3 separate regions of the Zea mays genome follow, and regions 1 and 3 are each linked to region 2. A link is a contact called in public Hi-C data. All regions are on one chromosome and are shown on one strand. The core of a region is the stretch at or near the end of the contact, and the rest is flanking DNA. Distances in the headings are between cores, read along the strand shown. Region 1 holds the start of LOC100275489. Region 2 has its middle 130 kb from the start of LOC118473268. Region 3 holds the start of LOC109942419 (homeobox-leucine zipper protein ROC8).

Region 1 (2,700 bases), core at 195-2,694, 200 kb after region 2:
GGCTGCACCGCCACCCGCGCCCGTTCACGCGGCTGCACCGCGACCCCTCCAGCAGCACCGCGGGGCCGCGCCGCTTCTTGCCGGCGGCCTGCTGCTGCTTCCTCCCCTCGTCCTTGGAGGCCGCCGCCACGGCCACGGGCGGCGCCGGCGCCGGCGCGGCGGGATGCACGGAGCCGTTGCTCGTCTCCCGTCGTGCCTCCGCCTCCGCCTTCACCGCCGCCGCCGCCGGATCGTAGCCGTTCACCGCACTGATTCTGCAGAGCGCAAACACATGTCCGCCCGTACGGGAGTGGTGATTCCAATGCGAGCCACGTAGACAAGACGTAGGTAAGTAATGTTATTGATATGAATGAATAGTTCAGTTCTGGTGGTGGTGGTGGTAACGTGTGCCGCGCGGGCGAGATCACGCGTGGGTGCAATGCAAGTGCAACCAAGACCGCTAGGCGCTGCTAATAGGCTTCGCTGTGATCGACAACAAGTAGGCAGCACCCCCAAAGTGTCGAGCAGCGACCAAAGCCAAGAGGGGTCGGCCGGCCGTCGGCATGGGGGCATGGGCATGGGCTAGGGGAGCAGAGCAGGAATCATGTCATGCGCCGGATGGATCATGGTCATGGTCATGGCCATGGGAGGACGTGCCCACACTACACTACACTACACTACAGCTACAGGGGTGTTTTGTCTGACACTGGCTGACTGCAGTGGGGAGGACAGGTGGTGCACTAAAATAAAACTGGATCGACCCATGGACTCCCTCCCTCCCTACCTCATGGGTCAAGCTGGCATGGCATGGCATCGCATCGCACACTATGGAACAGTACAGCTGAGCAGGTACTGAGGAAGGAGATCAAAAGCAGGAGAACCTATCGTGCCGTCAGAATTAGCAAAGTTGCTACCATTCTCTCTTCTTTCCGTGTGCAGCTGCTTATATATAATCCGCGTACCTCATGCGGCCATCAGCAGCGCCACGCGGTGCGCCCAAGCTCCTGCCGCCGCGATCCACCACCAGCACGGCCGCCGCATTGTCGTCCTGCGGAGTCGGCAGCCACGGGAGAGCAACAACGGCCTCAGCTAGATCTAGCTAGTCACCATCTCCTCCATGAACCCGGTCCTTGGAAACACACAGACATACCTGCGGCAATGCCATGCGCCTGCTGGCTCCAGATTCGTGCGCGAGATCCGCGCTCGCACGCAGCATCCTGGCCTCGCGATCCTCGTCCTCGCCCTCGCCCTCGCCTGCCAGCAGCCACCCGCGGTTCCTCGCGGCATTCGGCGGCGGGATCTGCGGCGCGGTGGATGCGGCCAGATCTGAGGCGGCGGGCTGCGGCCGCCGCCTGATCCTCATGGGCGACAGGCAGAGAGGGGAGAGGAGGCCTGGATGGGAGAGAGAGAGAGAGAGGAGAGAGGGGAGGGGCAGGCAGCCGGGTAAGGGTGGAGTGGAGATGGAGATGGAGATTTGGGGGGGATGGTGCAAATTAAAGTGCGAGGGCTTTTGGTTCCGCCTTGCCTTTTATGCCGCCTCCCTCATGCTTCCGCATTTATTTATGGGGATGCAGATGCAGTGATGAGTTTTAGAATAGTGCTAGACGGTGCAGTTTTCGGCACTGCCTGCTGCCTGCTGGCTTGGCCTTGGCTTAGCCGGGCGGGCAAGACATGCGATGCGCGCGCCCCGCAACAGCGAGCACCGGACGCCGTCGCCCGGGCCCTCGGATCAGGCAGGAACCGGAGGCGGACGGCCTGGAGCTGCGGCGCATGTTAAAGCTTGGCGAAATTTATTCGCCGTTTTTTAACAGAAATCACACAGCGTTTTGAATACTAGACTAGATTATCCAAACAAAGCCGCATGAGTTGGAGAAACAGTCAGATCAGGGGTGGGGCGGGGGCGGTGGTTTAGTCAGACGGAGCAGTGGCGAAGTACTGGGGGGGCGGGGGCGAACAGGGGAGTAAAGCGAAGGTTGGGGCGCTGTCAGGGGGGAGCATGTGTGGTCGACGCGTCCAGCTTTTGGGCAGCAGGGAGGAAAGGAAGAAGCCCAGTGGCAGTGACGACGACGGATCATTTCGACTCGCCGGGCGGGCACTGGACGGTCAGTTGGCGCCCCATATATAGACGCCGCCGCGTCGTGGGGGGCATTTCCGTCCCGGTGCTAGCAGGCTCGCTCGACCCATGGCGCGGCTGGATCTGGATCCGTCCAGATTTGCACAGTTTGCATGGCTGGGCTAACGGATCGAGCCGAAGGAGGGCACGGAACACGGCAAGATTGCCGCTCTGGTGCTTGCGTTGCGAACTGGCATCTCTCCGTCCCAGACTCCCAAGTACAGCGTGAATACCTGCCATTTGCCAATGCCGCACGGCACGAGGGAGGAGGAGCGGACGATATGGGCCAAATTAAGGAGCTGCGCAGAAGAGGCCCTTCGTGGGCTGAGGCCTGAGGCACACTGCTCCTTGGGCCCATTGACATGCTACAGAGTCAGAAAGCATTCAGCACGAACAGCTCGCAGATCATCGAAGCATATTAGGATGAAGAACAGCTTCGAGCCATTCGGTAAGACACTTAGACACAGCTCTCAAATCGCCGGCACGATCGAACAGCTTGCTAGAATCAGTGCATCTAGCGGCATTTAAGTAACCATTTTTAAACTTTTAAATTCTTCTCTCTATAGTAGGCTAAACCCTTCTTCTCTTTTATAGTAGGAAATACTTAT
Region 2 (2,700 bases), core at 162-2,661:
TTTCAGTGGTGAATCATTCCGGAGCCAATGAGAAGCGACGTGTGGTTATTGTAGAGATTCATCTCCTGCAGTATATCATATAGCTAGCATGCACGGCCATTATGCGTGTTTGTGCGAATCAGCGACGGGATCGCCGCCGGATGACTCGCCGTTAATAATGTGTGTGGGTGTGGCCGGCCGGTCGTCTCTCTTGACGCGCGGCGGTACGGCGCGAGAGCACAGCGATCGATCGGTCTCTCGCACTGCTCAGCTCACTACTAACGCGGACATGATGCCGTAGAGCGTAAGGATATGATTTGGTTCAATGATATGCAGTCGTTGATTGCAAATATGTGTGCATGCATGTCTTTGGAGAATGGAGATCCGATGATGATTGCCCTAAAATTAGATTTTGTTCAGTTTGGTCAACAATCTAGCTGTATATATATGGATACGATACGATATGATTTTCATGTGCATATCGACTAAAGGGGTGTTTGGTTTCTAGGGACTAATGTTTAGTCCCTTCATTTTGTTCCATTTTAGTATATAAATTGACAAATATAGAAACTAAAATAGAGTTATAGTTTCTATATTTGATAATGTTGTAACTAAAGTGGAATAAAATGTAGGGACTAAAAATTAGTCCCTAGAAACCAAACACCCCCTAAGTAGTAGTAGTAGTGGGTTAATCAAAAAATATACAACGGTTGCATTTCCAGAGGGCGTTTGGTTCCTCTAGCCACCCTTCTAAAAATTTTAGGGACTAAAATTTAATCCAAATTTAGTCCCTTCAAATCATATTTGCAAGAGACCTATTTAAGTCACTCAATAAAGTTTAGGAGGCCGGAAAAACACCCCCGCGATATACCTTTCTAATAAGTGCTACTTTTTGGCAAGACCTGTTGATCAGTGGCAGTGGCACTCTGCTTCGATGTACTAATCATATTTGCGGCGTTGATCCAAATTAATGTCGTTGTCACGAGCCTTAGTTGGGCAGTACACGACGTACTAATGACCCTTCGGCGCGCCATGGTTAGGTGCTGGTGACGAGGATCAAGTGCTGGCGGACTAGCTAGCTAGCAGATGTGACACTGACCTTGCTAGCTAGTGTATTAAATGAAAGGCATAACCTCAGCAGCAGCAGCAATGAATCTTGATGCGACACGTTCCATGGAAAAATTGACGACTGATTTTTTTTTGTTCGTTGTTAATAGGGAAGGAGGAGAGATCTCTTGCGAGCTATTTACTTCCTTGTTAGCGAAGCTACATATGACACAACTTCGATCGAGCTCCAAGAACACACACCCACAATTACTGCTTTACATGCGCAGCGCAGATGCAGCAAGCAAGTCGCGGGAGCCTTCAAAGATCACGCGTCTGACGGGCTCGGCCCGCGCACACCCCGCCCGCCTTCTCCTGGGCCTCCAGCTCTGCTTTTGAGAAAGCAAATATGTCCAGCGTGTTTTACATCACTCAAAGCAAGAGAGGACAGTGCTCCTCGCTGGGAAGCAGGAAACAAAAGGAAAGTCTGGTGGGGATGCCAGATGACAACTAACAGCACAACTCTCACACTCAGAACCAGACTACGGGGACAAACACTCACATCAAACTTGCATAAGACTGGACCACCTTCTCACAGATCACTCCAATGGCAGAGCATTCTCCCGCAACCGGCTGAAGCTCACGTAGCCAACTCTTCACGGCATCCAGGATTTCTTCCAACAAAGTCTAGTATGTTCATTTCTTTCTCTACATTTTATCTTAACTATTTTATACCGTATAAATAGATACTTATATAAAGTTACATAGATCAAGCCCCTGGCCACGGACCGGGTGGCCCGGGGTGTGGATCCGCCCCTAAAAAGGATATAGCATCATATATGGTGGCTGACGTGCTGTTAGGAAATTTTATTTCGTAATCACCATCTTATTTTTGTTACATCAAAGGGTCCAAACCAGGCCAGCAACAATCAAGAGATAGTTCGAGCAGGATGTGAATTAACCACACCCCATTTTGTCAAACAGGCTCTCTACCGAGTAGGTGTTGAGTTTGTGATCCAAATTCCAAAGAAGCCGGCCAAGTTAGCGAGGGAGGCATGGATGGATGCCTTAACTTAGATAAGTATTTGTGTAGAGTAGTGATGCACACTTATGAAAACTAGTGCTAAATAATCATGTGATAGCCCATGAGAAGTTTGAGATCAAATCCAACTCAAAAATGGTTGAAACACGCGAGATGGTGTCGCTGCAGGGGCACCAGACAAGGTATTTCCCTATTTAGAACAGAGCCAACACTATCATGTCCGGTGTTCCCAGGACATGGTGCATAAACAAGACATCTAGAGATCTATATAGATGAGTGTTGGAAGATTAACACTCACTAGACATGTCCGGTGTAGCATTGAACATGTCACCTAACAGGGTACCCAGAGAGGTTACAAATTGAGTGTGGGAGGCAAATTGAGTGTGGGAGGCTGAGTACTCACAGGACAATAAACTCAAAAAGATCTACAAGTTGTACATTCGAGTGGAATACTCATCGAACATGTCTGATGAGGCACCAAATAAAAACAGTAGATACAAGTATAGTACAATCTAGTTTCTGGAACTAGTCATTTGAGCTACACCGGACATGTTTGGTGCAGGAAGTTGGTATGCACTTTGACATGTCTGGTGCACCTATGAAAGCTAAGTGGAGTGCCAATAGCTAGTTGCTTG
Region 3 (2,700 bases), core at 116-2,615, 160 kb before region 2:
TTATACAAAATCATTAGCAAAGCTTATTGACCATCTATCACGCGTTTGCATATAGTGTTCAAAAAGTATTTCCATTAGTAAAAGAAGCTCCAAAATTTCCAATTTAATGCAAAATTGTCTCAAATAGAGAGCATATACATTCAAATTCATAGAAATTCCTCTCAAATACGAACTTCTCTTGATGGTAAGAATAAAACATTGATGTTCATTTCGATAACTAATATAGCATTTCGATAACCGATTAAAGTTTGAGCATGTTGCATCAAATTTAGATTACAAAATAACTCGCAACCTTAAACAATATTGCAATAACAATTTGTTAACAGATGCCTATTAGCAAGTATGAACCATTGCATGTTCAAAATTTATGTTACAGAAGTTTGCCTGAATGGAAAATATATGTTATATGAGAACGATGGGGCATTTTGACCATGCACGCATATAATCGAATTCACACATCATGTTAATCAGTAGGAAGCACCGCATGCAGGCTTCAAATGTGTATATTTCCCGCTCGAACGAAAGCACCAAAACATAATAGTGGTCTAGTGGAACATTTAATCAGCTGAGAACGGGTTTTGCCTGATTCACACACGTTAAGTTTTGAAGCAAAAGAAGCACTACATGCTACGTGCAAATAACGTTATAGGATTAGAGATTAGACACCCAGATAACGAGTAAGACGTGTATATTTAACGTCGTTACCAGCTAGCAGATTAGGTGTATGCACAAATTTGCGAATTTTGCACTACAGGATTAACTTTCCATATAACACATGAAACGTTGATTACGTGTCCACACGGATGAAGACAATATAGGTGCAAATTTGCGTCACACGGTCCAAACATCACATGATTTTGTAAATTATTTACGTTACGTTGTTAAATTTCCATGCAATATACGTACGTGCAATTTTACGTTATAGGATTAGGTGCCGACACGGATAAAGACAATATTTGCGTTACGAGATCTAATCATTACACGGATTTGCATGTTAACGTTACAGATTATACATGTGCCCATATGGATAAAAACAAAACATATTGTGTGAATTAACCGATCGACTTATGACTGATTCCAAATTAATTGTGCAAGAATCTGAGACATTCTACACCCGCCACTTTATATAAAACAAGTCGTCAACTATTTATAAGAATTTGTTTTTGAAAAATAGAATACGAATACGAATTTATCATTCATTCAGCCGTGGAGAGGTCTGCGGGTGGAGTGGGACTGGGAGGGGGGGAATGGGAATCAGACGAGGAAATGCAGCATGCAGACCCGACCCGTTTGGCCTTAAATGGCTCCAGCTGTTCCCATCCAAACCCAACAGAGGGACTGTAGAGAGAGAAAGAGAGAGCAGTCATGGCCTCGCCGGGCGCCCTGCCCTGCTTAAAAACCTCGGCCCTTAATTCGCTCGCACCGGTTACTACTGCAGCTCCTGCTTCCTCACACCACTCTCCCTCGCCTGCCAGAGCAGGAGGAAGAAAGATTGGCAGGAACCAACAGTTCATAGACCAAGGAGCGCGGTCGGGGAGGACCGAAGAGAGACAGAGAGACGGCGAGGGAGCTTGCAGGTGTAACTGTTGCCGTGGAAACGGGGGAGCGATAGAGAGAGAGACGGGCCGGGACGGAGGAGGGTCGCAAGGAAGGAAACCAGGTGGAAGCTAGCGGAGGGGGAGAAATGGCGTGAAGCATGGCTGGATCCAAGGTTTCGCCTTTCGCGATATCCTGCCTATTCTGCAGCGTTCGTCTCGAGTTGGAAAGCGGCTACCACGCACCCCGGCGCTGTCTTGCCCGGCCTGCTCATCGTCGTCGTGTATAAATAGGAGCAGAGGGGGGGCCAGGGCCTCAGAAGTCACTGCAGCGTCACAGCTAAGAGATCTCTCCTCCTCCACCTACAGCTGTAGAGCGAGGGAGCGAGCAAGAGGGAGAAGAGAAGGTTGGTGGCAGTAGGTGGGTGTGGCTAGCCTTCAGCCAGCCGGCAATGGATTTCGGCGACGAACCTGAGGGCTCCGACAGCCAGCGCCAGCGGAAGCGGTACCACCGCCACACCCCGCGCCAGATTCAGCAGCTCGAGGCGTACGGTTCTCTCTCGTTTCGTTTTGTTTCCATTTCTTTTGCTGTTTCTTCGTTCTGTCCGGTCCGGCCACCGCCCTCGTGGTTGTTGACGGCCGGCGTCGTCGTGAGTCTTGATGAATTGACGGAAAGGAATGTAATGGTGCGTGTTCGCCGGTGACCGCAGGATGTTCAAGGAGTGCCCGCACCCCGACGAGAACCAGCGCGCCGCGCTCAGCCGGGAGCTCGGCCTGGAGCCGCGCCAGATCAAGTTCTGGTTCCAGAACCGCCGCACCCAGATGAAGGTACCCACCGAGTGTCCCAGCCGCTTTGATTCTTTTCTTCTTTTCATTCACGAGGTCGCCGTGTTTCATTTCGACCTTCTGTCGGCTTGTTTTCCACGGGTTCCTGATGGATGACGGCGGCCTTGTGCGAGCTGCAGGCGCAGCACGAGCGCGCGGACAACTGCTTCCTGCGCGCGGAGAACGACAAGATCCGGTGCGAGAACATCACCATGCGCGAGGCGCTCAAGAACGTCATCTGCCCCAGCTGCGGCGGCCCGCCCGTCGCCGAGGACTTCTTCGACGAGCAGAAGCTCCGCATGGAGAACGCCCGCCTCAAGGAAGAGGTGAACCATGAGCT

The links. Hi-C and Micro-C count contacts between places; a contact is called where the count stands out from the background.
Region 1: a contact with region 2 is called in a Hi-C map of tassel, with 3 times the contacts expected there. The contact joins the promoter of LOC100275489 here to the enhancer-like site in region 2. A contact is called at or near these places in 6 of 25 Hi-C or Micro-C datasets (bundle sheath, ear, endosperm and 2 more) and 1 of 3 datasets of contacts at active chromatin or transcription factors (leaf).
Region 3: a contact with region 2 is called in a Hi-C map of ear, with 5 times the contacts expected there. The contact joins the promoter of LOC109942419 here to the enhancer-like site in region 2. A contact is called at or near these places in 9 of 25 Hi-C or Micro-C datasets (bundle sheath, ear, leaf and 2 more) and 1 of 3 datasets of contacts at active chromatin or transcription factors (leaf).

The regions. Positions count from the first base shown.
Region 1 is chr9:10,677,614-10,680,313 of Zm-B73-REFERENCE-NAM-5.0, forward strand. It overlaps LOC100275489, which reads right to left and starts at 1,445. Exons shown (of 3, transcript NM_001149551.2): 1 at 1,130-1,445; 2 at 942-1,027; 3 at 1-254. The coding sequence starts at 1,342.
Region 2 is chr9:10,480,295-10,482,994 of Zm-B73-REFERENCE-NAM-5.0, forward strand. No RefSeq gene overlaps it. Among protein-coding and RNA genes, the nearest start is that of LOC118473268, 130 kb to the left of the region's middle. Within about 2 kb of position 1,412, at least 16 of the 20 cell types and tissues checked have an H3K27ac peak or open chromatin away from gene starts, as enhancers often do. A contact at or near this core is called in bundle sheath, ear, leaf and 1 more, where this site is marked.
Region 3 is chr9:10,317,814-10,320,513 of Zm-B73-REFERENCE-NAM-5.0, forward strand. It overlaps LOC109942419 (homeobox-leucine zipper protein ROC8), which reads left to right and starts at 1,366. Exons shown (of 11, transcript XM_020544401.3): 1 at 1,366-1,711; 2 at 1,905-2,082; 3 at 2,246-2,363; 4 at 2,501-2,686. The coding sequence starts at 1,988.